Linked DNA regions of Mus musculus: all the other regions are linked to region 6. The links are chromatin contacts, called in public ChIA-PET, HiCAR-type, HiChIP or PLAC-seq and promoter capture Hi-C maps. All regions are on one chromosome and are shown on one strand. The core of a region is the stretch at or near the end of the contact, and the rest is flanking DNA. Distances in the headings are between cores, read along the strand shown.

Evidence for each region. Promoter capture Hi-C pulls out the DNA fragments that hold promoters and counts their contacts. ChIA-PET counts read pairs in DNA pulled down with a chosen protein or histone mark. HiCAR-type assays count read pairs that join an accessible place to other places. HiChIP or PLAC-seq counts read pairs in DNA pulled down with a chosen protein or histone mark.
Region 1: a contact with region 6 is called in a promoter capture Hi-C map of pre-B cells, with 6 times the contacts expected there. The contact joins the promoter of Ptk2b here to the promoter of Bnip3l in region 6. A contact is called at or near these places in 8 of 39 promoter capture datasets (3T3-L1-derived adipocytes, the C10 cell line, hippocampal neurons and 4 more), 1 of 484 Hi-C or Micro-C datasets (the G1E-ER4 cell line) and 3 of 115 datasets of contacts at active chromatin or transcription factors (bone marrow-derived macrophages, memory CD8 T cells and microglia).
Region 2: a contact with region 6 is called in an H3K4me3 HiChIP or PLAC-seq map of embryonic forebrain, with 5 times the contacts expected there. The contact joins the promoter of Stmn4 here to the promoter of Bnip3l in region 6. A contact is called at or near these places in 5 of 39 promoter capture datasets (the 3T3-L1 cell line, cranial neural crest, embryonic stem cells and 2 more), 3 of 115 datasets of contacts at active chromatin or transcription factors (bone marrow-derived macrophages, embryonic forebrain and forebrain) and 2 of 9 other capture datasets (embryonic stem cells and macrophages).
Region 3: a contact with region 6 is called in an RNA polymerase II ChIA-PET map of memory CD8 T cells, with 13 read pairs. The contact joins the promoter of 1700001G11Rik here to the promoter of Bnip3l in region 6. A contact is called at or near these places in 5 of 39 promoter capture datasets (the C10 cell line, the HPC-7 cell line, hippocampal neurons and 2 more), 1 of 484 Hi-C or Micro-C datasets (CD4 T cells), 2 of 115 datasets of contacts at active chromatin or transcription factors (the 230-238 cell line and memory CD8 T cells) and 2 of 9 other capture datasets (liver and macrophages).
Region 4: a FOXA1 HiChIP or PLAC-seq map of pancreatic cancer cells shows a contact between it and region 6. The contact joins the promoter of Dock5 here to the promoter of Bnip3l in region 6. A contact is called at or near these places in 7 of 39 promoter capture datasets (the 3T3-L1 cell line, 3T3-L1-derived adipocytes, hippocampal neurons and 4 more), 2 of 484 Hi-C or Micro-C datasets (cortical neurons and nephron progenitors) and 4 of 115 datasets of contacts at active chromatin or transcription factors (astrocytes, embryonic limb bud, memory CD8 T cells and 1 more).
Region 5: a HiCAR-type map of astrocytes shows a contact between it and region 6, with 2.1 times the contacts expected there. The contact joins the enhancer-like site here to the promoter of Bnip3l in region 6. A contact is called at or near these places in 4 of 39 promoter capture datasets (cranial neural crest, frontonasal cranial neural crest, hippocampal neurons and 1 more), 2 of 115 datasets of contacts at active chromatin or transcription factors (astrocytes and embryonic stem cells) and 1 of 9 other capture datasets (macrophages).
Region 7: a contact with region 6 is called in an RNA polymerase II ChIA-PET map of memory CD8 T cells, with 22 read pairs. The contact joins the enhancer-like site here to the promoter of Bnip3l in region 6. A contact is called at or near these places in 2 of 39 promoter capture datasets (the HPC-7 cell line and pre-B cells) and 1 of 115 datasets of contacts at active chromatin or transcription factors (memory CD8 T cells).

Annotation. Positions count from the first base shown.
Region 1 is chr14:66,279,282-66,282,610 of GRCm38.p6, forward strand. It overlaps Ptk2b (PTK2 protein tyrosine kinase 2 beta), which reads right to left and starts at 1,771. Exons shown (of 31, transcript NM_001162366.2): 1 at 1,602-1,771.
Region 2 is chr14:66,342,345-66,346,068 of GRCm38.p6, forward strand. Stmn4 (stathmin-like 4) reads left to right here and starts at 1,952. Exons shown (of 6, transcript NM_019675.3): 1 at 1,952-2,067. It overlaps Gm41183 (a long non-coding RNA gene), which reads right to left and starts at 1,385. Exons shown (of 3, transcript XR_874729.2): 1 at 1,344-1,385.
Region 3 is chr14:66,295,820-66,299,405 of GRCm38.p6, forward strand. It overlaps 1700001G11Rik (RIKEN cDNA 1700001G11 gene), which reads right to left and starts at 1,310. Exons shown (of 3, transcript NR_038077.1): 1 at 990-1,310; 2 at 136-325. Trim35 (tripartite motif-containing 35) reads left to right here and starts at 1,206. Exons shown (of 6, transcript NM_029979.3): 1 at 1,206-1,730. The coding sequence starts at 1,251.
Region 4 is chr14:67,931,980-67,935,293 of GRCm38.p6, forward strand. Dock5 (dedicator of cytokinesis 5) reads right to left here and starts at 1,593. Exons shown (of 52, transcript NM_177780.3): 1 at 1,313-1,593. The coding sequence starts at 1,355.
Region 5 is chr14:66,323,313-66,326,779 of GRCm38.p6, forward strand. No RefSeq gene overlaps it. Among named protein-coding and RNA genes, the nearest start is that of Gm41183, 19 kb to the right of the region's middle. Within about 2 kb of position 1,844, at least 182 of the 459 cell types and tissues checked have an H3K27ac peak or open chromatin away from gene starts, as enhancers often do. A contact at or near this core is called in astrocytes, embryonic stem cells and hippocampal neurons, where this site is marked.
Region 6 is chr14:67,006,899-67,010,296 of GRCm38.p6, forward strand. Bnip3l (BCL2/adenovirus E1B interacting protein 3-like) reads right to left here and starts at 1,979. Exons shown (of 6, transcript NM_009761.3): 1 at 1,790-1,979. The coding sequence starts at 1,886.
Region 7 is chr14:66,194,676-66,198,280 of GRCm38.p6, forward strand. The region is part of intron 2 of Ptk2b (PTK2 protein tyrosine kinase 2 beta); the gene reads right to left. Among named protein-coding and RNA genes, the nearest start is that of Gm52098, 18 kb to the left of the region's middle. Within about 2 kb of position 1,821, at least 16 of the 459 cell types and tissues checked have an H3K27ac peak or open chromatin away from gene starts, as enhancers often do. A contact at or near this core is called in memory CD8 T cells, where this site is marked.

The sequences.
Region 1 (3,329 bases), core at 521-3,020, 730 kb before region 6:
GGCTACTTTCGGTTTCCCCGGTATCTCTTGCCGCTCTTAGCCCTTGGATTTGTACTTCTCAGGCTCTGACCTGCTTTCTTCTCCTCGGTTAGTTAATCCCTATTGATCTTCAGTTCTCTTAGTTGCTTCTGCCACAGATTCAGGACCTGTCCCTGCCCAGCCCTGCCCACCCTCTGGCACTGTAATTGGTGGAACTTCATTTCTTCTCACGACAGTCCCGCCCATCCTAGCTCCGCCCTAGCTGGGCAGCTGGAGCTACAGGCTCCTCCGTCTCCCCTCACCTGACAGGAGTACCTGGGTTCAGGAAGGATGCTAGTAAGTGAAAGAAAGAAGGCAGACTGTCCTGCCAAAGTTAGGTCTTTCTTATGAATGTGACTTCTTCCTTCCTTCCTAGGGTCGTGAGTCACTTTTCCCCCACCCCCTGCTCTGCATTTCTTGCGCCCCCGCCCCCACCCGGTAGCTACTGTGAACCGCAAGAGTTTGTTGACCTGAGCACACTGCGGCTGCCTGGTACCCCTACCCTTTCCAAACCATGCATTGTCTCAGCGGGCTCCAGACTGGTACAAGATCTGCTAAGGTTCTTCTCCCTCCTGCTTTCCAATTCTCCCGGGCTAATGCCCCCCCCCCACACACACACACCCAACCCTCAGGTCCCAGCTTGGTTTCTTCAAGGAGCACAGCGGAATCGGAATCTTGCTTCCAGTATAGGGGTGATGGGAGATATTGGTGTCATCTGGCTGAGGGTGAGGGCAGGTGGCAGGACTTGGTGGGCCTCAGAACGTCACCCATATGCTCGCTGTTCACCCACCCAAAGCTTTGCCCACGCACAGCCTGGCAGCAGGAACAGCAGCCCAGAACTTAACCCTCAAGGGGCATGGGGAAAGCAGCTTCAAAATGAGCCAGTGCGGCTGGTGTGAACTTTGGAACTTCAGCACGAACACACACGCACACACACACACACACACACACACACACACACACACACACTACACACACTACACACACTATGGTATGGTTCCTCTTGGAGAACCCCGTTTGTCTTAAAGCTCCAGCTTCAGGGAAAAAAAACAACAAACAAACAAAAACAAAACGTCCCAGAGGCTGGGGATAGGGGTGGTGCAGGGGTGGGAAGATAGGCCACATGGGTGCCGAAGGGCACTGTGGAGAAGAGCGCGCCGTGCCTGGGCAGAGGTCTGAGCTAGAGCTGAAGTTGGGTTCTGAAGCCCTCGGTTGGGTTCGGAGTTCCCAAATCCAACCTTTAGAGACAAGCATTGTTGCTGAGCCGATTTCAATCGTGCCCCTAGTCGCCCCTCTCTGAATAAGATAACAGGACAAAAAGGGAGAAACACCCTTTAGTCTTAAAAAGAACTCCAAAAATAGATGCCTTCTCTAGCGCCCTCCCTAACCCCCTAGCTCAGGGCGGCAAGCTCAGGGAAAGCACCTGCTCCGCGCCTCCGACTTTCTGGGTCCTTGGCTACCTTTCCAGGAATTCTCAAGCTTCCCGAAGGACTGGAACTGTAGACCCTCTCCAGCTTTCCACTTAAGTCGAGCGATCGAAGTGTCCCTGACCCCGGCGCTGGGTAGGAACACGCAGGACTTACCCTCGGGCGAGGCGCGGACTCGGGCCAGGGCTCCGGGCTGGGCCAGGTGAGCGCAGCCGCCGCAGGTAGGACGCGCGGCTCTGCCTGCAGAGGCTGAGTAAGAGGCTGACAGGTTGTTTTTCCCCCTCCTCCTCTCGGTCGTTAACCACACCCCTGCTGCTCTCCTCTCCACTTCCTTAAAGGGTGGGGTGTGCTGTCTGTGTGTGCAGGCTCCAACCTCTTACCATAAACTCTGAAATAGATGCCGCCTGCAATTCCTGGAGCTGCCCGGCTGACCCGGGGGCCAGAGCCCATTGCCTTAGGGCCCCAATTGGGGTCCTCAGGTGCTCCGGACCTCTTGCAGTTGGTTGACCTCCAACTCCTACCACACCTGGCTTCTTCCAGGCACCCTTCTCTGCAGCCTTTAGTCACCAGACCTGACCCATGTTCTCAGCAGTGGCCCCCATGGCTCCACACCTTGAAATGGCCCTCACCCTAGGTCAGATAAATATTAGGGATGCCCGATATGACTGGTACAGGATTGGAAACACCTAGGACTGGGTTTCTGAGCCCAGACCCTGGAGGACCAGAACACAGTCCCAAAACAGTCGGGGAAGGGGTTGGGAATGTAGCTCAGACGGTAGAATGTGTGTCTAGCCTGGATTCCATTCCCAGAACCAAAGGCATAATACTGAGTGTAGGTGGTGGATATCTGTAATTCCAACGCTCTGGAGGTCTATCCTTGGCTATGAGGTGAGTTCAAGATGAGGCTAGGCTGAAAGAGATCATGTCTCAAAAACAAAACAAAACAAAACAAAACAAACAAACAAACAAACAAACAAAAAAACCCCAAACCCCAAAACCCAACCCCAACCCAGCATTAATAACAACAAAACCAGAAAAGACTAGAGAAGCCTTACAATGATTTTCTTCTGTGGCCCTCTCCCTGCATCAGTTTGTATCCGTGACCCTCCGAAGAGGCTGGCCATCTCTTTACTGCATCAGTAAGGCAGTGGTACTTGAGGCAGATCTAAAGTACTAAGTTGCGACATCATTTACTTCTCTAGCCCGAGAAAGATTCTGACTTTCTCCTAAGTGGAGGTCAGTGAGCTGGACTTAGCAGGAGACCCTGCCCCAGACATCTTTATCCTGTGCCCTTTGGGGTTTGGGGTTTAGTCACAGTTCTGTCTCTGATAGTAGCAGTCCTGAGACTGCAACATCAAGCTGCCCAACTCCCTGTGAAAGCCACAGTTTTCATGATGACACTTCTTCACCCTACCCCACCTCCAAGTTCAACAGACCTGCTGCCCCAGGAGACCATCAGAAGCTACCAACACTCATCTTTCAGAGTGGTGGTGATGGCTTCTCAAGAGAAAGCAGACTTAATTAATTAAGAACTCAGGAGGCAGAGGCAAGTAGAATTCTGAGTTCAAGACCAGCATGATCTACTGAGTGAGTTACGGGACAGCCAGGCTACAGAGAAAAACCCTGTCCCGAAAAACCAATAGCAATAATCATAAAATCAATTAAAGCTATAAAGTTCATATGTCTTAAGATGTAACAAAATGTAGATTTTAGCTGTATCCTCCATGTCTACTAAAAACCCTATCTAAAGCTAGCGTCACCCACCCTCAAATGCCTCAACACCACAATATACCCTGCCATCTGCTGGGCCAGCAGGACCCTCTCTACCATCCTGAAGGGCCCCATTTATCAACTATCTGCACTCAAAGACAAGTGGAGGGGTAG
Region 2 (3,724 bases), core at 702-3,201, 660 kb before region 6:
GAGGGGAGAGGGTTCCTCTTGACAGCAATGTGGCTACACTTTGCAATTTGCTTAAATTTGGACCCCAGTCTGGTATGGTAAGAGACACCTCTGAGTCTGATCTGGGTCCTCGGCTGGTGGGATGTGGCAGTGCTCATTGAATTTCAGTCTGAATGGCATTCCTCCCTGGCTGCACTCCTGAGGGTGATGCCTGAAAAAACAGCCAGATGTGTTCTGAAACCCAAGGCCCCTGCCAAGCAGCATAAGGTTAGCTTCTTTTCCTGGTGTGGAGTTGGGGGTTTGGAAATGTCTGTCCAAAAGAGACACTTGCAGAATAACATAGGGTGACGGGCAGAGAGAAACCAACCCATGCACTGTGGCTGTGGCAGGTAGATGAAAGGTAAATGTCAGGATCAGAGGCTCCAAGACAGTCGACCAGTGAGCTGCGGCTGCGTGTGGCAGCCACCACTTCAGATACGCACAAATGCTATTGCTGTTAAAAACTCTCCTCAAACCTGGGTGTGGTAGTGTATGCCTTTCACACCAGCTCTCACAAGAGAGGAGAGAGGCAGGTAGCTCTCTATGAGTTCAAGGCCAGCCTGGTCTACATAGCAAGACCATGTCTCAAACAACAATGAAAAAGAAAAAAAAATTCCTCATCTCAAAGTCTGGGTTGAATTCAATGTGATTTGTGTGTTCTCAGTCTAGGGGATGAGGGTGAGGGTGAGGATGTGTGATGCCAATCAATACCAAGCAAATCTTTCTCAAAGATAGTCAAACACGTGAAAGAAGGAAGTCTGACTCAGGAGGACAGATATTGTATGATAGCTTCCACTAAGCGCCCAGGACAGGCATCTTTATTGAGCTGCGCAGGAGACAGAGGTTGGGGAAGGTGGATTTATGGTTTGAGGGTATGGATGGAAGTTAGGAGGGATGAGAGAGTTCTGAAGATGGGAGGTGACGGGCTTTACACAGCATGGTGGCTGCACAATCACCAATCGGAATGTATTCTTGGGAGTAGTTAAAAGAATAAACTTCACAGTTTGAATATATTACAACAACATAGTGCACCCTTCTAAGAAAAGGGAATGAACTGAAGGAAGACTGGAGGTGAGGACAGGGGATTCATAGGAGGGAACTTAGAGGGGGAGTTCTGCTCCACAGGGCCATTTGTCCTCCCTCCCCCTCCCCCCTGCAACAGCTGCCTGCAGCAGACGGGCAATGTGTGACCAGCTGATGCATTTGCACAGAGGGTCCCCTCAGTCCCCAAGGAAAGCTATCACCAGTGATCCATCTCTGTTCTCCAGGAATCCACCACATTTAGGAATGCCCTTGGTGTAATGATCTCCAGTTTAATTTCCTACCTGTGGCTCCCTCTGATTGGCCCAGGCTGGCCGAGTGGGCTGTGAAGACACATTAGTGCTACGTAGATTCTGTAAAAGAGAGGGAGGAGCGTGTTTTTGAGGCGTGCAATGGGAAACCCTACATTCCTGGGACACCTGTGAGGTTAGAGCTCTCACCGGCTCCTGGGGATTCTTCAGTTTCCCCCTCCCATCTAAACTATTCTCCACATGTGTCAGCACCAAGTCTTCAGGGGGATGTATTTAGGGGTCATCTGCCCTTACTCTTGCTCCTCTAGATTTTATAGTCTCCCTACCCCAGATTTGAACAGCTAAAGATTCCTCAAGTCATCCATCCTTCCCCTAGCTAGAAAGCTGCCAGCTGTGCTGGAACCTCCACCTTTTCATACCACACCCTCTCCTGACTCCTGGTCATCCTCTCCCCTTCTGCTTCCCCAGCCCCACAGGCAGCCGGTGCGTGTGGGGCGGGGGTTGGGAGGGGGCGAGCAGGCTCTTTGTCTGACATCATCTTTCACTCCCCAGCCTTCTAAGTTACTCACTCAGGCAACCCCGGCTCCACCAAAGGAGACTGTCCAATTGCCAAGCAACCCACCGCTAGCCAATCAGGGAGCTCGGAGGTGATGTCATGATGAGAGCCCAGCAGTGGTGCTGATGTTGAGAGAAGCCCAGGGTACCACTAATTGAAGGAGTGAGAAGAGAACAGCTCGCTTTGGAAACCGGACTGCAGGTAAGTAAAACTGAGATATGGACAATCGGAGGTGGGGTGAGGGCGGGGGTTTTAAACAAAAGAAACAAAACAGCAGCCACAGAGGAGAGAGAAACCGGAGGGTCTGGTGTCTATTGTGTTGCCTTTGGTTTCACTGAGTGGATTAAACTTTGTCAAATTCTGGGGGGAAGCAGGGTGAGGCAAAATGATGGCGCTTGAAGAGGGGCGAGGGTGGGTTCAGGGCATCATTTTTGTTCCAGATGAGTGGGATATGTCGGAGGTTCAAGCTGAGTTATTTCTTCATTTTAAAAAATGTTTGGTTTTGGGAGAGGAAGGTTTACTGGAGCTCGGCTTCCTCTGGGGCTGCTCTGACTGAAGACCCTATTTCAGTGGATGAAACTCTGTGAAATTTTCATCTGTTCTTGTTGTATTTGCTTTTCGGGACTATCTTGTCTTTCTTCCTTAGTTCTGTGCAGTCTTGCTTTTTCTCTCTTGGCCCTAAGGATACAGTGAGATCATCCCCTCTTCCTTGCCCCGCCCCACCCTGAGGTTAGCCTAATTCTAACTGGCTCAGCAACTGGCTCTAAGGCAGAGGATGCAAGCTTGCAGGACTGCCACACCCAGGCTCTCTGATCTTGACCAGTCACAGCTAGCCCCCTTCAGGCTCAGCCCACAGCCCCAGCCAGGAGTTTTAGCATCCCCTCACCCCCACATATAGGGATCCAGAGCTTTGATGTCCGTCTGATAGCTGTGTTCCCACGTGGCAGCGCTGTCTTTGTTTTATATCTCCCAGGAAAATTATATCTGCCCAGGTGTGGAGGAGCCTCATTGTCCTCAACCTGGACAGTTCTTGGGGAGACTTTAGAGGACAGGTCAGACAGCTTTAGGTCACCCTCTGAAGACCCCAAACAGGGATACCCTATACCCCAACACCAAGCAGCAGATGGGATGACCTGATGGTGACCTGCTGGAGTTCTGAGGGGGGAAGGGTAGAGATGGAATGTGTGGGAATCTGTCTCCCCTAAGGTTGGGTCCTCTGGGGGGTGGGAGTTCTCCCTCAGATGGGTGCTTGGGAGATGAGATCATGCACCAGATGTGGAAATAATGATAGTGGTGGAGGGAAGCAAAGACAAAGGGGGCAGGTCAATGTAAAGCCAGAAGGCAGCCACAGCCACCCAGTTCCATGCCCTTGCCGCCAGCCCACCTTGCTCCCTGCCTGTGGATAAAGCTGTGTTCTTGGTCCTTTCCTAAGCTGCTGAGATCCCTCTAGCTGGCTCCAGACTTCTTTCCCCCAACTCCACCCATCTGGAACAACTGGGAAGTGACCTGCTAGGTGGGTCCATCACAGAGCCTACTGCCTTGTGGGAAGTGAGAGCCCCATCCCTGACCTGACAGCATGGGGGTGGGGGCTGGATGACACCCAGCAGAGAGATACTAGGCATCTTTATATTACTGTGAAGGTTATGTCAGATCAGGGTCTTTGAACTGCAGACTGAAATCTAACTAGGATAATGAGATCAATTTTGTAGAATGTAACTGATATTTAAAAAATACAATTAGACTGGACAGAGTGGGTGGGGTGGGGTGGGGGAAGGCAGAACACACCTTGTATAATGGCTTGTGTTTTTTTGTGCCTATTTAATTCTATATATTTTAGCTAGATGTATATCTGTGTATA
Region 3 (3,586 bases), core at 60-2,559, 710 kb before region 6:
GGGACTAGGCCTTCCCAAATCAATCAAGCCTCCTACAGAACCATCTTATGGATGGTTTCTTCCATAAGATGTTTTCTCCCTTCAGGTTTCCTCTTTCCAAATGACTCCAGCTTGCGTCAAGTTGACAAAACTTACCAGCATGGACTTTCCATAAACACCACCAGTGGCTTTACAGGAAGAAGTGAGATCTGAGCAGGCAGGCTTGTCTGTCTGGGCATGTGACTCTCTCTATCGCATCAAGATGCAGCAGGAAGGCTGGCACACAGTTCTTGAATATCCCTGCCTCTGGAACCTCTATTCTTTATAAACCATCCCGTCTGTGGTTCTGGCAAGAGGAATAGGAAAGAGACCCAAACACACTGCCTTTTGTAATTGTTTATCTAGTGCATTTTTTAAAAATTGTTTCATATGATCCCAAGGAATTTGCAAATCTGCAGTGCCTTGCTGAATTAGTGTGTATGTTGGGGTAAGACAGCAGCGGAAGGTTACAAATATCAACTAGGAATGGGCAGCTGGGAACATTCAGACTGCCTTTCTTGCCAGAATCCAAAGTGGATTTTTTTTTTTTTTTTAAGTGTCCCTGTGTAACCCAGGCTGGTCTCAAACTCTTGATCCTCCTGCCCCAGCCTCCCAAATGCTGAGATTACAAGCATGTTCATCACGACTTTCTCACCCTGACTTTAATGAAGATGCCACGAGCATGCTTCCCTATTAATTTCGTTCTCACACGTCCTTTTCACGGAAACCACCATTTTACACTGGAACTCATTTATCCAACCACAAGCCGGGAATCTCAACTCCTCAGGTCTTCCCGCTACCTCGAGGTGGCAGTAAGCCCGACCAAAGTCAGCGGACGACCTATGTGAGGGTTTTGAGAAACCATTCCCAGTGCTGCATGACCTCCCCCCCCCCTACTGCTTTGGGCCCAGGTTCAGACCCCACCTAGGGAGCTCAGGAGTTAAGCCATGGACATCCCTTCCCATCTATACCAGGAGTCTGAGATAGCGGGAATTGCTTAAGGATGGCGGCCCGTGGCTTCACTTCCTATTTGACAACGGAAACCCGACACTGCAGTGGGACGACAGATCCTTCCGCCTTGGAGCTAACGGAGATCGCGGACCACACCTCCTCTGGGAGACCCCGCGCAAGACGGAAGTGGGAGGGTCCACGCCCTCAAAGCCCATCCGTGATTGGTTGGAGCCGCCTTAAGCTCCCAGATCTTCAGCAGGGACAACGCCCGCAGGCTAGGCATGAAGGCGGCGACACCGGTGGTGGTGACGGCGGCTGCTCCTGCGATGGAGCCGGGCCCTTCTGTGTCCCCGGGGCCTTCGCGCTCCTTCAAAGAGGAGCTGCTGTGTGCCGTGTGCTACGACCCGTTCCGCGACGCAGTAACTCTGCGCTGTGGCCACAACTTCTGCCGCCGGTGCGTGAGCGGCTGCTGGGAGGTGCAGACGACGCCCTCGTGTCCGGTGTGCAAGGAACGAGCGGTGCCCGGGGAGCTGCGCACCAACCACACGCTCAACAACCTGGTGGAGACCTTGCTGCGCGAGGAGGCTGAGGGCGCGCGCTGGACCGGTCGCCGGTCCCCGCGCCCCTGCCGTGCGCACCGTGCCCCGCTCACGCTCTTCTGCCTGGAGGACAAGGAGCTGCTGTGCTGTGCTTGCCAGGCCGACGCCCGGCACCAAGAGCATCGTGTGCAGCCCATCAAGGACACTGCGCAAGACTTCCGGGTGAGCACCGCGCCAGCCCGCCCTGGGGACCCCCGGCCTGCCCCTCCCCCTCCTCCAGGCCTAGCAACCATCTTGCCCCCGGTCCAGGCCAATCTGAACAACGATGGGGAATAGTATGGTCTGCAGACATTTGGGCTTGGCGCGGTCATTTTAGAAATGGAAGAGGCCAGGACCTAGCAGAGTTCTAAGGCCTTGAGATTTCCCCTGCCCAGCAGTGCCTTGATCAACGGGTTACAGAGCCGTAAGAAAGGCCTGTGGCGCTTGCCTGCTGCCTTGCTCCTCTTACTCTTAGTATCCAAATATCTGGAGTTCCAGTGGTTATAATTAAACCAAGAGCAGCTGACACAGCAAAACTAGCATGGCGGGGAAGGGTGGGTGTCGGGGCTGTAGGAGATCACGCTAGGCAAGTACTTTACCTCGCAGCTGCACCCCAAGCCTACTTTTGATTTTGAGCCAAGCTCTTAAATTAGCCAGGATGGCCTTGAACTTTTCTTTGCTTGCCTCAGCCTTTCGAGTGGCTGAGATTGCAGGCTTGTGCCACCAGGCCCAGTGAAAAAGTCTTTGTTCTAAAACAGAAAAAAAAAAAAAAAAAAGGCAGACATTTTCGATAACAATTTGACCTAATCGCTTAGATATGCATGCTCCATTGCTTTCCAAAACATTCATACTGACATATTGACTGATTTTTCTTTTTTTAAAGGGTTTCTGAAATGTCCATTTTACTCTGGCAGTATCTTGTTACTTTTCTCGTTTAAAGTCATTGATGTACTGAAACAGCTAAATTTGTTTCATCAGCCACTAACACACGGGTCAGACCCACAGTTGGGAGGGCCCAGGGTTAGCCACTAGGAAGCCTGACATAGTGAAAAGGAGGTACTGTAAGAGCCCACTGGGCCTGATCTTCAGACGCCCTTTCTCCACTTGGTGAAATGTCTTTTTTTGAGAATCAGCAGTTGATGGCAGCTCCATACAGATTGGAAGCAGAGCAGATGGGTGCTGTCTACATCCACGTTCCTCCAGTTATCCATCATATTAGCTCAGCAGTGGTTCATAGTGCCTGTTCCCTCGTTCATTAGTGCTAGATCTCTTATTTGGCATAGCTGAAATAGACAGCCTAGAAGTTTAGGTCCTGGTTCGAATTCCCCTGGGCTAGCAAAGGTACTGATTAGCATGGGTGGTGTCCTCAGAATGGGGTAAAACATCAACCGAAGGCCTGTGATCCAGGGGACAGAGAGCGTGTGGGCCTGGAGACTGCCTTCTGTTCTTGCTGGCTGCCTCGTTTTGATTAGGAGGTCCGAGGGACACTGGAAGTGAGATAGGTGGTAATAATTCCCACTCTCTGGGAGCTTCTAGCAAAAATCTAAAGAACCTAGAGGCATTAACCAGGTGAAGGAGGTGAGGGGAGGTTTTTGCAAGAAGATGCTGCAGCATATAGAAGATTCTAGAAGAGAGGAAGCTTTGGACACCAGGTGAGGCCAGAAGGCTGAAGTCTTATTCTGCATCTTAGAATGGTGGTGCAAAGCCAGTGGGTGCTCAGTGTGAGTGAGCCTTGAAGAGCAGGGAGTGGGGCTGATCTGAAAGATCCCAGGAGTCCTCAGGCTGTGTGCTCAGCCAGATGCAGTGTGGCCTCTTCATGATGTATTCATGTGTGAAATAAACATCCTAAGAACCTCTTTGATTCTCACACCCTGTTCTAGATATTGCGGCTGCTTAAGTCCGCAAGACAGCCCCCCTGTTCTACTCAATTTCATCTTGACACAGCCTAGGGTCGTCTGAGGGGATTTCAGTTGAAGGATTGCCTCAAATGGATCAGCCAGTCAGAGAGATTGTCTAGATTGGTGATGGGTGTGGGAGGG
Region 4 (3,314 bases), core at 343-2,842, 920 kb after region 6:
GGAAGCCAGGGCTTTAGGCATGCTCTATGATTGTCACACCCAACCCTTCATCCATTTTACAGTATTTCACTTACACAATGACCAGCTACTTACTAGCAGGTATCTAGTCAAGTTACTTATCAAGGCTAAGTCAAGACCTACTGATCTGGGACTGAAGAAATGTCACCTTTCCATGTAACCCACAGCCATGTGGAGGAGCAAAAATTCTAAAAGTAAAGACAAATTAAAAAAAAAAAGGTTGAGAATTATGCATATATATATGTGTGTGTGTGTGTGTGTATATATACATATTTGCAAATGTACATATGCAGGCTTTCAATCTGCATCACATTATAATATACTAAAGACTGAAGGCGGTGTCTGAGTCCCGGTTACATAGGCACATAGGACTTCATGTCTGTCACGGCAGACTGATAATTTCAGGCAGTGTTCCTGTGGGTCCAGGACTTGAAGGAAAAGAGGTGCGCTGACAGGAGTGAAGTAAGGGGTTGCATTTCAAACGCGCCAAGTGAGTGGACCTGAGAGAAAGTGATAAAATTCCCACACAACACACTTGTTTATTCCAGAGGCTCCATTTAAAGTCTAATTCTCCTGGCAATCGTCCGGCTAAAGGTGAGTGCTTCCTCCCTGACCTGGCTCAATGAAAAGTGAAAGTGGAAAGTTTTTCCACCTGGGTCCAACCCCTCAACGCCAAGGTTTCAGATCCAAACCTAGAGGCCAGAGTTCAGCAATGACGGAGCGCTAGGGTACTGCGAACACAAACGCCACCCGCTTGCGCGGAACCTACCCTCTTCCTGCCCCTGGGGGGAAGCTGTGTCACACCTCTCCAACCACGCCAGTAGGTCAGATGGGTGTCCTCACAAACAGCCCCAGGACCCCCTTGCCCTCCTTCCCACGCCTCACACTTCCTGCCTCTTCCATCACCTCTACTGGCAACTTCGGCTTCCCATTTTGTCTTTGACTGCGATCCGGACTGCAGTCCCAGGGAGGGAGGGAGAGAGGGAAAGGGACTCTGGAGCTTCCAAGTGGGATCTGGGGAAGGGCACTCGCAAAGCGCACCGTCCCACGTGCGGCCCTCGCTGGCCACCAACGGCAGTGGGGACCTGGCGCGTTCCCACAGTGTGCGCCACTAGAGTTGGGGTTCGGATAGGGGAGGATCAGAGTCCCCAAGCCTAAAAGCACTTTTACACCAGAGCGGGCTAGACTCCCGGGGTGCAGCAGCGGGACCGAGTGGCCGAGTGTGCGCGAGCTCCGCGGGGCCAAAGTGGACTCCCGGGCGCTCGGGCGAGGGTGGGGCGGGGCAAGCACTCACCAACCCCATACTTCTGCCTCTTGGTAGGGATCCAACGGGCCATGGCGACGACCTCGCCCCGCGGCGCTAGCGGCTACAGACACTCGTGCTCGGAGCGCTGCTGCGCCGGCCGGACTCCTCCGCCATGTTCCGGCAAAACTTGGACGACTTTGGCGCGCCGGCCGCGTCTACGCCGTCCCGCCTCGCTCGCGCCCGGGGCCCCGCACGCACGCCCGCTCGCCCGCGGTCACCTGCTGGGACCGGCGGCCGTGCAGCCCCGCGCGCCCTCCCCGGCGCCGCCCGGGCTCCTCCCGCTGGCCGCGCCCTCTGCGCCCCGGGGCCGCCCGCCTCCCCCGCCGGCTCCGCCTCGCCCGGCTGGAGCCGCAGCCCGGAGCCGCCCGCCCGGTCCTCCCAGCGTCGGCTCTGCGATTGCCCAGCGCTCCCGGGCTGCTGCGCCGCCGAGCGCGGAGGAGGAGCTGGTGAGAGTCACCGGTCGCCTCCGGACGCTCAGTAAATATTTGTTGAATGAATGAGCCGTGAGCTCCCGCCTTCGCCTCCGGGAGCGTCTGCTGCAGCCCCGAGAGAGCCGGAAGCCGAGCTTCAAGGTCCGCAGAGAACTGGTGCAAGGGACACGGGCGCTTCAGAAGTAGACGTATCCAATCTAGAAGACCCTCCGTTAGGACACTGTTGACAAAGCGCTAATCCGGAAACCCCAAACTCAGGGATTTATTTCTCCTCAGTTGCAGCAACACAAACTTTCACACTAAGGGAAGAAGTTCGCTCCAAAAGGTTCCCCTTTCCAACTGACCCCCTGCCCAGAAGGCATCCTTGTGGGGAGGACCCCAGAACATCTACCACCACCACCACCACCCCACCCCCCAACTCCCACCACTGTCCTTTTTCAGCCTGGGACTGAGGACTCCAAAAGGCAGTTGTGCGTTAAACTACACAGGGGTGCGCTTGGCGCCCTCTGCCGGCGGGGAGACGCGCTTCCATCTTGGAGAGACCTCCAGAATGAAAAAGCTACTTAGTAGTAAGGACACCTCACACTTAGAAGTAAAATTTCAGACTAACCAGCCAACCAGTTAGCTTCGCCATCTGAAAAATACCTCTTGCGGGAAATTGTGTTGTTCTTGGAGTCTGTGGAGGCTTTCTTGCCGGTTTGGAACCTGACAAGAACAGAACATGTAATTAAAACACACAGTAATAGACAGTAATGCTTGATTAGAGATGAGTGAACTCTGATGACTTTTTGCAAACCATGCCTGAATATATATATATATATATTAGTCTTGGTTTTCCTCCTGAGAAAGTAAGTTCTGAACTTAAAGTCCTGGTTGAAAGAAACAATAGGTACTTATGACCGTGCTTCAGCCATCTTTCTTAAAGTGGTTCAGTCGCATCTCTTTTTTTTTAATGCCAGTTTTTATTCTTGATAGTTGAGATCTTAAAGTTGAGTATGATTACATAATGTGTCATTTATCTCCTTTGTGATTTAAAGTTACATGTTCATTGTATACTTAATACTGAATATTTAGAAAAATAAAATCACCAAAAATTCTAAGCAATAGGGAAGCAATCAACCAAACTACAAACTGAGCTACTGTACTAAGCAGTTCTCAAAAGAAGAAATTAAAAATGGCTAAGGAAACACTCTAAAAAAAGAAAGAAAAAAGTTCCAATAGGAATCTATTTATAATACACAGCAAGACATATTTCCATCAGTGTAGACCTGACATCCACAAAGATTTCCACCATCTCCCCAAAAATAACTTCTTCTAGGTCAATGATGTTGTGATCGACTTAACCACCCAAGCTAGATAATTTCTCTTCCTTCCGCCCTAAGTGACCTACTATGTGTTGGGCACTGTTCCTGGAATGGAGGTTCAGTAGTGAGGTAAATGAGACCCCTACCTTCACACAGCTGTTGGAAGAAGTTAAGACTTGAAATTAATGCATGCCAAAGGAGGCTAGGCCTGCAAAGAGAAACCCTAGCCAGGAACATGGGGAGTGTGGGTGCCAG
Region 5 (3,467 bases), core at 594-3,093, 680 kb before region 6:
CCAGCTTTTTCTAAAAACTGTCAACACCTTTTCTGTCAGCAATATCCAACAGAAAATATAATGGGAATAAGATTATTTGAAAATAGCAACTAAAAGTAACAGGATCTTTACTCAAGATTTCTTTAAAAGTGTGTGTGTGTGTGTTTACTGAGGATTAAAACAATCATGGTGGCTTGAGTAAAGAATGACACAGCCCTGCCATGTTGGTGCTGCTGCTTGGGAAATTTATGAAACTTCAGGAGCTGGTGCTTTCTCGCCCTGCTGGAGGAAGGCTTTGAGGGTTTATAGCCTTGTCCAACTTCCTGCTTTCTCCCTCTGCTAACTGTGTTCGGACAAAGATGGCCAACAGGCTTCCTGCTCCTGCCACGAGGCCTGCCTACTGCCATGTCTTCCAGACCTAATGCTCACCCACTCCCTTTGGAACCATAAATCAAAAACAAAAACAACAACAACAAAAAAAGCTCCAAAAACTGTCTTCTGTAAGTTGCTGTTGGTCATGTGTTTCATCACAGAAACAAAACAGTAACGAATTCTCTCAAGATCTCATGCACACCGTGCAGGGCTATATTCCCCAAACTATATCTTCAGCCCTTGTCTTTCCATTTTTATTTTGGGTCAGAGTCTTCATAAATTTCCTAGGCTGGCCTGAACTTCAGATCTTCCTGCAAAACTCCCAAGGAGCTACTATCACAGGTGAGCCCCACCGTGCCTCGCCAAATTAAATTCTAAAGCCACAACAAAGCCTTACTGGAACGTTTAAAGCAACATCTCAGAGCAAGTAGATGTGGTGCTAAAATGCCCAGACGCTTTGAAGTCGAAAAGGTGATTTTAATTTAACTGGAAATAACATGAAAAGGTCAACAAGATATTTTAGAGAAATGATCATCTTATTATGATTGTATCAAAGGAAACATTTAGCTGTGTACAAAAGATCCATTCTTTTTTTCCTTTCCCCCAAAAGATCTATTTTCCCCCTAAAAGATCTGTTCTTGTTCATTTCCTATTTTAAACAAGGAAGTTGAAAAAAATCCAATTAAATATCCAAGAGTAGGGGAAATAGTTAAATTATTCCTTATACTGGAATATGGGGCCACTTAATAAAAACTAAGAATATTTCAAGTCAGGAGAAAATGGTTATTTGAATGTAGCAAATATTCAGTAATAATAAGTGTGCTGCCAAATTAATTGGGATTGAAGGGAAGAGACAAAACTGTTATAATGGATCTGTTGTTGCTTTTTCAATCCAGACGTTTTCAATTTAATTATCTATTATTTAGCAGACCCATCGATGAGGCTCTCAGCATCACCATACCCGGATACCCTGGTTCTGTTTAAGAGTTGTCTATGCATGGTTTTTGCTCTTTCTCCTTTTCCCCTACTGCCCTTGGCCATTATGCTCTTAGTTGAGAAATCACTATGTCTTGGGCCAGAAAAAGATAACCAGAACTAAACACCAGAGCCCGGGACTGGGAGGTTAAATGGTGGCAGGTGGCCTTGAGACAGCTGGGCTTTAAGGCTGTGAGGGGACAGCCTGGACACCAGTTAGAGGGGCGGGTCCATTGCAGAGGCCCAGAAAGGAGGGGCTAGGAGGGCAAACAAAAGAAACAACCCCGGGTGGGCGGGGGCACCTGAAGAAAAGCACGGTGCAGACCCTTCCACCCCCATCCAAGAACCCGAGGCTGGAAGAGGGGCGGGGCCGCCGCTGGTCACCATCAGCTCTCCCAACACAGGTTACAGCGACCTGATCTACGTTGTGGGTGTCCATCCCCACAGAGCCGCCCACGCCACAGCTACTCAAGTGGCCCAGAGGCCTCACCAGGGCTTAGTGAGCAGGAACGCCATTATTGGCTGCAGCTACTAGCATGATGTCATCATCACCCAATCTGAAGTCAGTGCCCCTCCCCAGGCTAGGGAATTAATTAGGAGTTAATTAACTCTTCCTGCAGAGTCTAGTAGAGTGCCAAGGTTTTGTAAGGATTTAGGGTGTGAGTGTGTGTGTGCACACGCGCGTGTTCTCGTGCGCGCGTGTTAAGACATAACTGTATTCAGGAGATTGTTGAAAGGATAATCTAGGATATTATTAACCGTTTTGTTCTACTTTGTGTGTGTTTGTTTTTGGTTTTGTTTCGTTTTGTTTTTGAGACAAGGCCTTGCTGTGTGTAGCCCATTGTAGCCTAGAACTCAAAATCTTTGCAGCTCACCTTTCCAAGAGCTGGGATTACTAGAGTGCGCCTCTACTCCCAGCCTGCAGTGAAATATGTTAAGCTCTTTTCTGTATTTAAACGCAAACGTGTGAGGTGCCTTACAGAGGTGCCTCATGCTTCTGGCAGCCTCTTAACTCTGCATTTACTGTGAGAAATCTCCTTTGCATTTATTCTTTAGATTCCTGGTAGTTAGTTGATGCGAAACGGGCATTCCGTAGGTTCACACACCACATCCAGTGTATAAACGTGCGCGGTCAATGTTACTTGCTGCAAAGAACTGAGCCACATGTGTGATGATTTATTTTATTTTATTTTTTTATATACTAGGATGAGTGTTTTAAAGTAGGCTGAAATGAACACAGTTGTGGATTTATTACACTGTAGGATGCCTGACCTTAATTCCTTTAAGATCAATTTCTAGAAGACAAACTTGTCATAGATGAAAATACTTGTTGCCATGAGCTGGGGACCCAGCAGTAGCCCAGCATAAGCAGGTCCTAAGGTTGATCCCGGGCAAACAAACCAAAACAACATGAACAACAAACAGGAAAGGGAAGAAAGCGCACGTCACCAGGCTGCTTTGGAAACTTACAATCCATGAGCACCTCTGATTCTCCACATGGTAATCAAATTTGAGATTATCTTTGATCATCTCGGGTATGATGAGAGCCCATGTGTAAGTTTTAGCTCTTCCTTTCCGTAATTCCCAGGATTTTGGCTGTTGTGAGCCTCGGTCAGTCTCCTAGCGATTCCCTGAATTCTCTTTGCCCTTTGCCTGCTTTGGTACCAGTCAGGATGCCTCGGCGCCCTGTGTCATTAGGGCACCTAAATGTGTCTCCTTTTTTCTTTGTGTCACACTGTATGTATAGCATATTCCCTTGCAAGATCACAGCCGACCTTGCTGTTAAGTCTGTGGCCACTTTTAAAATATCTTTTTTTTTTTTTTTTCACTTTACATCCCGATCACTGCCCTCTCTTCCCAGTCCCCCTTCACACAGTTCCTCCCCCCCCACTTTTAAAATATCTTACATGATTATTAGTCAATCCAATTAGTTTCTTCCTACAATTTTAAGTTTTAATTAATTTTTGTTAAAGTAATTAAGGTTTTAGTTAAGAGTTTTTAAAGATTTCCTTATGAAAAAAATTTAAATTAATAATACTCACTTGGGCACAAAGTGAATGTTCAAGGGAGAATACTGGGAAGTTCCTCTAGCTCCTGTATCTTTATTCTAACAATAGCAATCATTACTACTGGTTTGTTGT
Region 6 (3,398 bases), core at 729-3,228:
ATTGAGAAAACTAAGGAAGAAGCTGGCTGGTCCATGACAAACACCTCCCAGGTCTGTGAGACTTAGGAATAAACAAACATAGCTCAACCCTTTTCAGTTCTGTTGTTAATAAAGAATCCAAGAAAAATGAAAATCCCTTTGAATTTTCCAGACATCTAAGCAGTAAGAAGACGCTGAGCACAACTAACTCATAAAGGCCCAGGCGGAAGATACTCATATATAAGCATGCCAAAAACAAGGGAAGGCTCCCGAAAGCACCCATGGGCCTCAAAAAAGAGCCACAGCTTCTGGAAATAACATGAAGCATGTATTTCTTTAGTCTTTTCATTTCCAAAAATGTATGCTAAAGATGGGTAAAAATTTTAAATTCTGAATTATGTGATTATGAGTAAAATTTAAGGACACACTTGACTAGATCTTTGTAAAAGCCGGCATTTTAGAGAAGTTATCAAATATTGCTTATCAAAATATGGGGCAGGGACAGAGTCTTAAAATTCCTGAATTCTTTGTTCCTTATTTTTTGGTTTTGTTGTTTTCTGACACAAAGTTTTATTCTGGGGACCACGCTTACTACACTTCCCTAGTGCTTGAATGACAGGCAAGTGGCACCACACCTGGCTAAAATACCCAAACGCTCCTGCCACTATCCTCTAGACTCAGTAACAGCTCTTCCCTAAACCGTTCTGGCCACCCTGGAAGCCATCCCTCTTATGAAAGACACTGCCTGACCTTTAAGCATACAAATGGCTTTTAAAGAACTTCATCTGGCCCTGTGACAACTACCACCACCCACTACCTCTTTCATTAAGACATGAAATCCAAACAGAAAGGTTGGGCAAGAAGGTCCGGCGATCTCACAACAACAGCGGACACTCTGGGGACAAGATGTCTGTTTGACTGCAACTGGATCCTGACCATCAACTTTCAATTGCTAGTACCTGTGGCCTGCGTCTGTTGTGTTGTTTACTGTATTTCCTGAAGTTCACTGCAGATTTGGCTGAAATGGACGTGATCCTAGGGCATGTGCTGGGCACCCAATCCATTTAACATAAGAAACAGCACTTGAAAAGTTACTAGTATGGTGGCTGCCGCCTGTCACCCAAGAACTTGGGAAAGTGGAAAGTAGGAGGGATCAGGTCACTCAGCAACACAACGAGTGAGGCCAGCCTGGGCTACATGAGAAGCTCTCTCAAAAAAAAAAAAAAAGAAAGAAAAAGAAAAGAAAAAGCAGTAAAATATGAATTCAAGGTTAACAGCAACAAAAAACTCACTTGAGAAACTTGGGAATTTTCAGACTAAAAAAAAAAAAAAAGATAAATGTCAGGGGCGGAGCAAGCACCCTGCACGAAACTCCGATGACCCCCTGGACCGGCGTGTGGTAGGAGGCGAGCTCCGCAAGCACACCTGCGCGGCCGCACGTCCACCCGCCACGCCCGACCGGTCGCGTCCATCCCCCGGTGTCCCCGCCGCACGTCCCATGCTCCCCCTCCGCTGGCCAGCCTCCGCTTGCCACCCCGAGTTGCGTGCGCCTCCGGCTCCCGACGCCCACCGCGACCCTAAACCTCGGCGCCCAAGGCGCAGGCCGCGAGCCAGCGCCGAGCGCCTGCTCCTAACCGGAGCGCGCCGCTGTCAGTCATACGCACAATCTCGGTCCCAACCAATGAGCTGTCGTCTGCTCCCGCCCACTCCCCCACCACCACCACCAACCCCCCCCCCCCGCCCGCACGGCGGCGGCCGAGCGGCTCCTCCTCCCCCATCCCTCCGCTGAGCCCGGCGGCCCCGTGCTCACTGTTGAGGCCAGCGGGCGGCGGCAGGGGCTGCTCCCCTTCCTCGCAGTTGTTGTTGTTGTTGTGCAAGGGCGGCGGCGGCTCGACTAAGTGAGACATGGTCTGGAGACTGGAAGCGGCACGGCCGCAGGACGACAGTATCCGGCTCTCGAGCAGCAACACAACAAGTCGAGTTCCCCCGCCCCCTTTTCTGCGTCTGCGCAGTCCCTCCCTTCGTGACGTCAGGGCCCTCCCGGACCATGTGATGACAACACAGGCAGCTGGACGGCGGGGTCGGAGCCCAGGATAGGGGGCGTGACCAGGCCGGGCTGGGCGGGGCATTCGCGAGCTGCTCGGGACGTGCGGGTGCGGAAGTCGAGCTGATACGGGCGCCAGGAAAGAATTCCTGCGAGTCAGTCGCAATAGCCGGAAGGGCTGAGCTAGGAAGTTGGCATTGGATTGAGATTAGGGAGGAGTGTGCAGCCCGGAAGCGCGCGGGGCCTGAATGGAACCCCTCCCACGCCTGCAGTATCCACTTAAGAACTCACCCGTGGCTTTAAAGAAGCAGAAAACCCCAGTTCCTCCCCTTAGTGAAACATCCATTTGTGCCTCCCACAGAATACCGTGGGAGGTACCTTGGAGCTAATCACCTTGTTGGAATTTATAACATTTTAATTGCAAAGGTAACATGTAATCACGGTTTAAAAAAAAAATCAATGGCTGGGCGTGGCGCACACTTGTTATTTCAGCTCTTTCTAAGACTGAGGCAGGAGGATTTCGAGTTCCCTGCAGCCTACGCTATCGAGCGACCCATTGCCTTCAAAAACAAATTAAAAGGGAAAAGAAAATACAGATTTACCCAAACCCTGGTTGTTATCTATCTCTGTAAATGCCCTACCTCCTGTACGCTGGTTGCTGACTCTGTTAATGTTCCTAAATACTCCTACGTCGTATCTTTGTCAAGTTTCCTTGACCCGATTTTTGTATAATGTTTTTCTCAATATTGTACTTGCCTTTTAACTTTGCTTTAATTGCAGTTGTTGAATTTTCATGTAATTGTCTTTTTTAAAAATATGGTCTGAGATACCCAAACACGGAAATACTAAATCTAGGACCAGCCAGTGAGATGGTTCTGCCGGTAAAGGCGCTTGCTGAGTAAACCTGCAGACTGAGTTCATTGCCCGGAGCTCCCGGTAGATGGGAAGAAAGCTAACAAAGTTGCCTTCTGACCTCCACCAATGCACCGTGGCATATGCCCTCCCCCTCTAAATCATAAATACAGGCACACACAATAAGTCTTTGTCACTTTGAATTGACATCCAAAAACATGATCTGGAGGGATAGCTTGGGGGGTTAAGCACACTGGCTGCTCTTGCAAAGGACTCAGGTTTGGTTCAAAACACCCACATGACAGCTCGTTCACAGGGCACTCAATGCTGTCTTCCGGCATCTGAGGGCATGAGAAACCCGCATGGTACACAGACATACGTGCAGGCAAACATCCACATGCATTTATAAAACCCCAATTCTCTGGTGAGATGACTCCGGTTAAAGGCTGGGCTGCAGCCCAGAGTTATATACTGAGTTCAATCTCTGGGGCTCACATAGTACAAGGAGAGAACCTACCCCACA
Region 7 (3,605 bases), core at 571-3,070, 810 kb before region 6:
AAATAGGGACGAGAGCACAGAGCAGGATCTGAACTGAAAGCTGTCTCCCTGTTACGGTGCCAGAAGGCATCATGCAAGCTTTCGAAGCAGGCCTCCCTAAGGGTGCACACAAACCCTGTTGGTAAACAATAGCTTTCTCACTGGACCTAACGGTCATCCCAGTAAGAGGGAAATCATGCCCGATACTAGAAACCTAGTCAGCTCTCTGGAGTTAGTAAAGCCATGGAGTTTAGAGGAGAATCTATAATCCACTCATCACTAAACCAGCATAACCCCTCAACTGCATTCTAAGTATGTAACCCTATACCCACACAGAAGCAGAGTCCTCACCCCTCCTCAAGGAAACTCCTCTTTGCAACAAATGGAAACCATTACAGAAAACTTCAGCTAATCAAAATGAAGAAGGTGGAGCCCAGTCCCAATGGATACGTTCACAACACAAGTCCTGCACCTAAGGCGCAGGCATCTCTATGGAGGAAGGGGCAAAGGAAGAGCCAGAGGAACGGGGAGTTTATTGTGACGTTTTGCCTCCTGGAAATGTCAGAAGTTACACTCATGAAGTCTCATCAACATGGTTGCACAAACAGGACATGAACAAAGCTGACACCCATGGATATGATAAAATTAAAGGGGGGAGAATCTCAAGAGGCCACAACCCAAGACAAGACAAGACAAGACAAGACAAGACAAGACAAGACAAGACAAGACAAACTTCAGGCAACTAAGGAGTGCTGAGAACAGCGGAACAGTCTTCCCCAGGGAAGAGAACACCATCGGTTATCCAATACAAAATGGTCAGCCCTGAAACCATACGCACGAATAACATTATACAGACTGAGCAGGTCGTATGTATATATTTAAGAACACACACACAAAACAACAACAATTAAAGAAAAAGAGGCCATGAATTTGAAAGAGAGCAAAGTGGGGTTCATGGGAGGAGGAAAAGGAAGGGGAAAATGATATAATTACCTCAAAATATAAGATATATATTAAAAAAAATTAGGCTGTGAATCTAGTTCTGACAAGAAAGGTCTTCTAACAGGATGACAAGCTTCCTGGGCCACAGTGTCCCCTGTGATTGTCTACCCTTGCCCTATCAAGCTACAGTGGTTCTGTATTCAAAGCATCAGCCCCCATCTGCCATGTGCACACTGTGAAGAGTGATGGGGCCACAGCTCCAGTGCGCACACCCCCTCCCTCCAGCCATGCAGAAGTCTGTGTGTCAAGAGAATGGCTTCCATTAGGGGGCTCACCTGCTCTTCTGCCTCCAGCCCTGCCTCCCTTGATTGCTCACCCATGCACACAGCAGGGGCAGCAGTGTTGGTGCTCAACCCCAGCTCACCAGCTGCCACAGTCAGTCTTTCTTTCTCTATTAATAAAGCACTCCTTAAAAATGACAGTACATGAGGTTCCCCTACTCACTCAATTGCCATATGTAACCTGAGTTTTTACCAAGTGCTGTCTCTTTAGATAAGCCCAGGGTTCTTTTTGCTCCAGGAAGACCTCACCTTCTTCCCCTACCAAGGCTTCCAGTGCTGAAGGGTGGGTCTTCTAGCTGCCTTGAGTTACAGTCTAGACTCAAAAAGACTTCTGGTACTTTCTTGAAAATGTCTGTATTCCTCCAATTTTCCTTTCCTCTAGATTCATGTTGATTTATTCAAATCGTTAAATAGTATGAAGATTCTAGAAGGCTCCCCTCCCATCTTTGACCTTTTCACTTGTAGGTCAGAAACAAAGAAGGATTATCTCTACCTAGCTTGTCCCCACACCCACATACACTAGGTGAGGACTTTTCAGCTGGTGGTAGACCACATTTAAGAAAGTAGTCTCATGAGGTGACATCATCTAGTGATGTCATAGCTGTCACGACTTGTATATTTACTTTCTAATGTTCATTTATATCTGTGTGGTGTGCATGCATGTATGTCCTCATATCCACATGTGTGTAGGTACATGTGGAGATAAGAAGTTTATGCCAGGTGTCTTCCAGAAGACATTCTCCCTCTTCATATGTTGAGGCAGGGTCTCTCACTTGAACCCAGCACTCACTGATTTTGCTGGTCTATCTGGCCAGCTTGCTCTGAAGACACCATGTCTCAGTCCCCAGAGTGGGGGCTCACAGGTGTGCTCTGTGCCCACCAGCTTTGACGTAGGTGCTGGGAGTCTGAGCTCTAGTCCTCATGCTTGTCTGGAGAAGAGACAAGCAAGGGTTCCTCCACAGGGTTCAAGGGCATAGCCCTACCCACACCTTCATCTTGGCTTCCTAGATTTCAGAGCCACAAGGCGATGCATTTCTGTAGTCTTCAGCCACACTACAGGGGGTATTTTGTTAAGACTCCTAGGTATTTAATAAAGACATTGGCAAAATAGGTCTAAAACAACTGTCTGTGTCTGATCTTGGATCAGATGGACACATACACTCTTTGAGTTCTAATCAGTGATTGGTTGAGGATTCCAAAAACTGTGTCCTGCCTCAAAAAGAATCTTCCCGTGATAACTCTCCAAGAGACACCAGTGCAGGCTTACGTTTATTTCCAGTTATTTTTAATTGACAGACTAAGGTGTTTTGACGTATGACACATAACTGTGACTGGCCTGCCTTATGTACATTCCAAGTACATTAAGAGCTCAGACAATGCTTGGTACACATTAGCTATTCAATAAATAGTAGTTATGATGGCACCATAGGTAATGATGAGATAGCTTGGGTGGATGTGGATGCTACCAGGAACAGAAAGAAGATTATAAATAATAAAAATTATCCCAGGATGATCAGGCCACACCTAGAGCTGATCTGGCCATACCTGCCCTCTGGAAGAAATAGTCCAGAGGAAAATGACTTCATTCTGCCCAGAGCACAGAACTGTAAGAGTTTTATGGCATAAGCATTAAGCCCAACACAGCTGTGTCTTCATTACCTTTTTTGTTCTACATGGAGACAGAACTTCGAAAAGGAAGAATAAAAAGATTTTGAGACAGTAACATGCGTCTTATCTTTAACTGACTTGGAGCATAGGGGTTGTCTTCAAAAATAAAAATACTCTGTTAAATATAGACCTGTTCTATTCAAATTTCTGATTGTTAATATGCCACAAGGAAGAGCTCTTAATGCTAAGATGAGCTTCAGGAGGAAGAAAGAATAAGAAAAAGCAGATAGGAAAGTACCAGGCAGGTTAATGTACTTTTTTACAAAAATAAAATAAAATAAAATAAAAGTTCCCCGCTACTCTGATACCTTTTAAAGTAATGACTTTATAATACATTGTGAAGTTGGCTTGGGGGATGGGTCACATGCCTTGCTTCAGAATGAACAACGGAAGAGTGTCATTGGCTGTGGGGGATGGATCTAGAGTATTTACATTTGCTATAGTGCCTAATAATCTGCATTAGTGAGTCTGATCAGGGTGCTGTTGACATTTGGGGCATGTGCTGGCTAGCTTTATGTTAACTTGATACAAGCTAGAGTCACTGGAGAGGAAGGAGCCTCAAATGAGATAATGCTTCTATAAGACTGGGCTGTAAGCAAGCCTGTAGGGCATGGCTAAATTAGTGATTGACGTGGGAAAGCCCAGCCTATTATGGGTGGTGCCATTCCTGGGTTA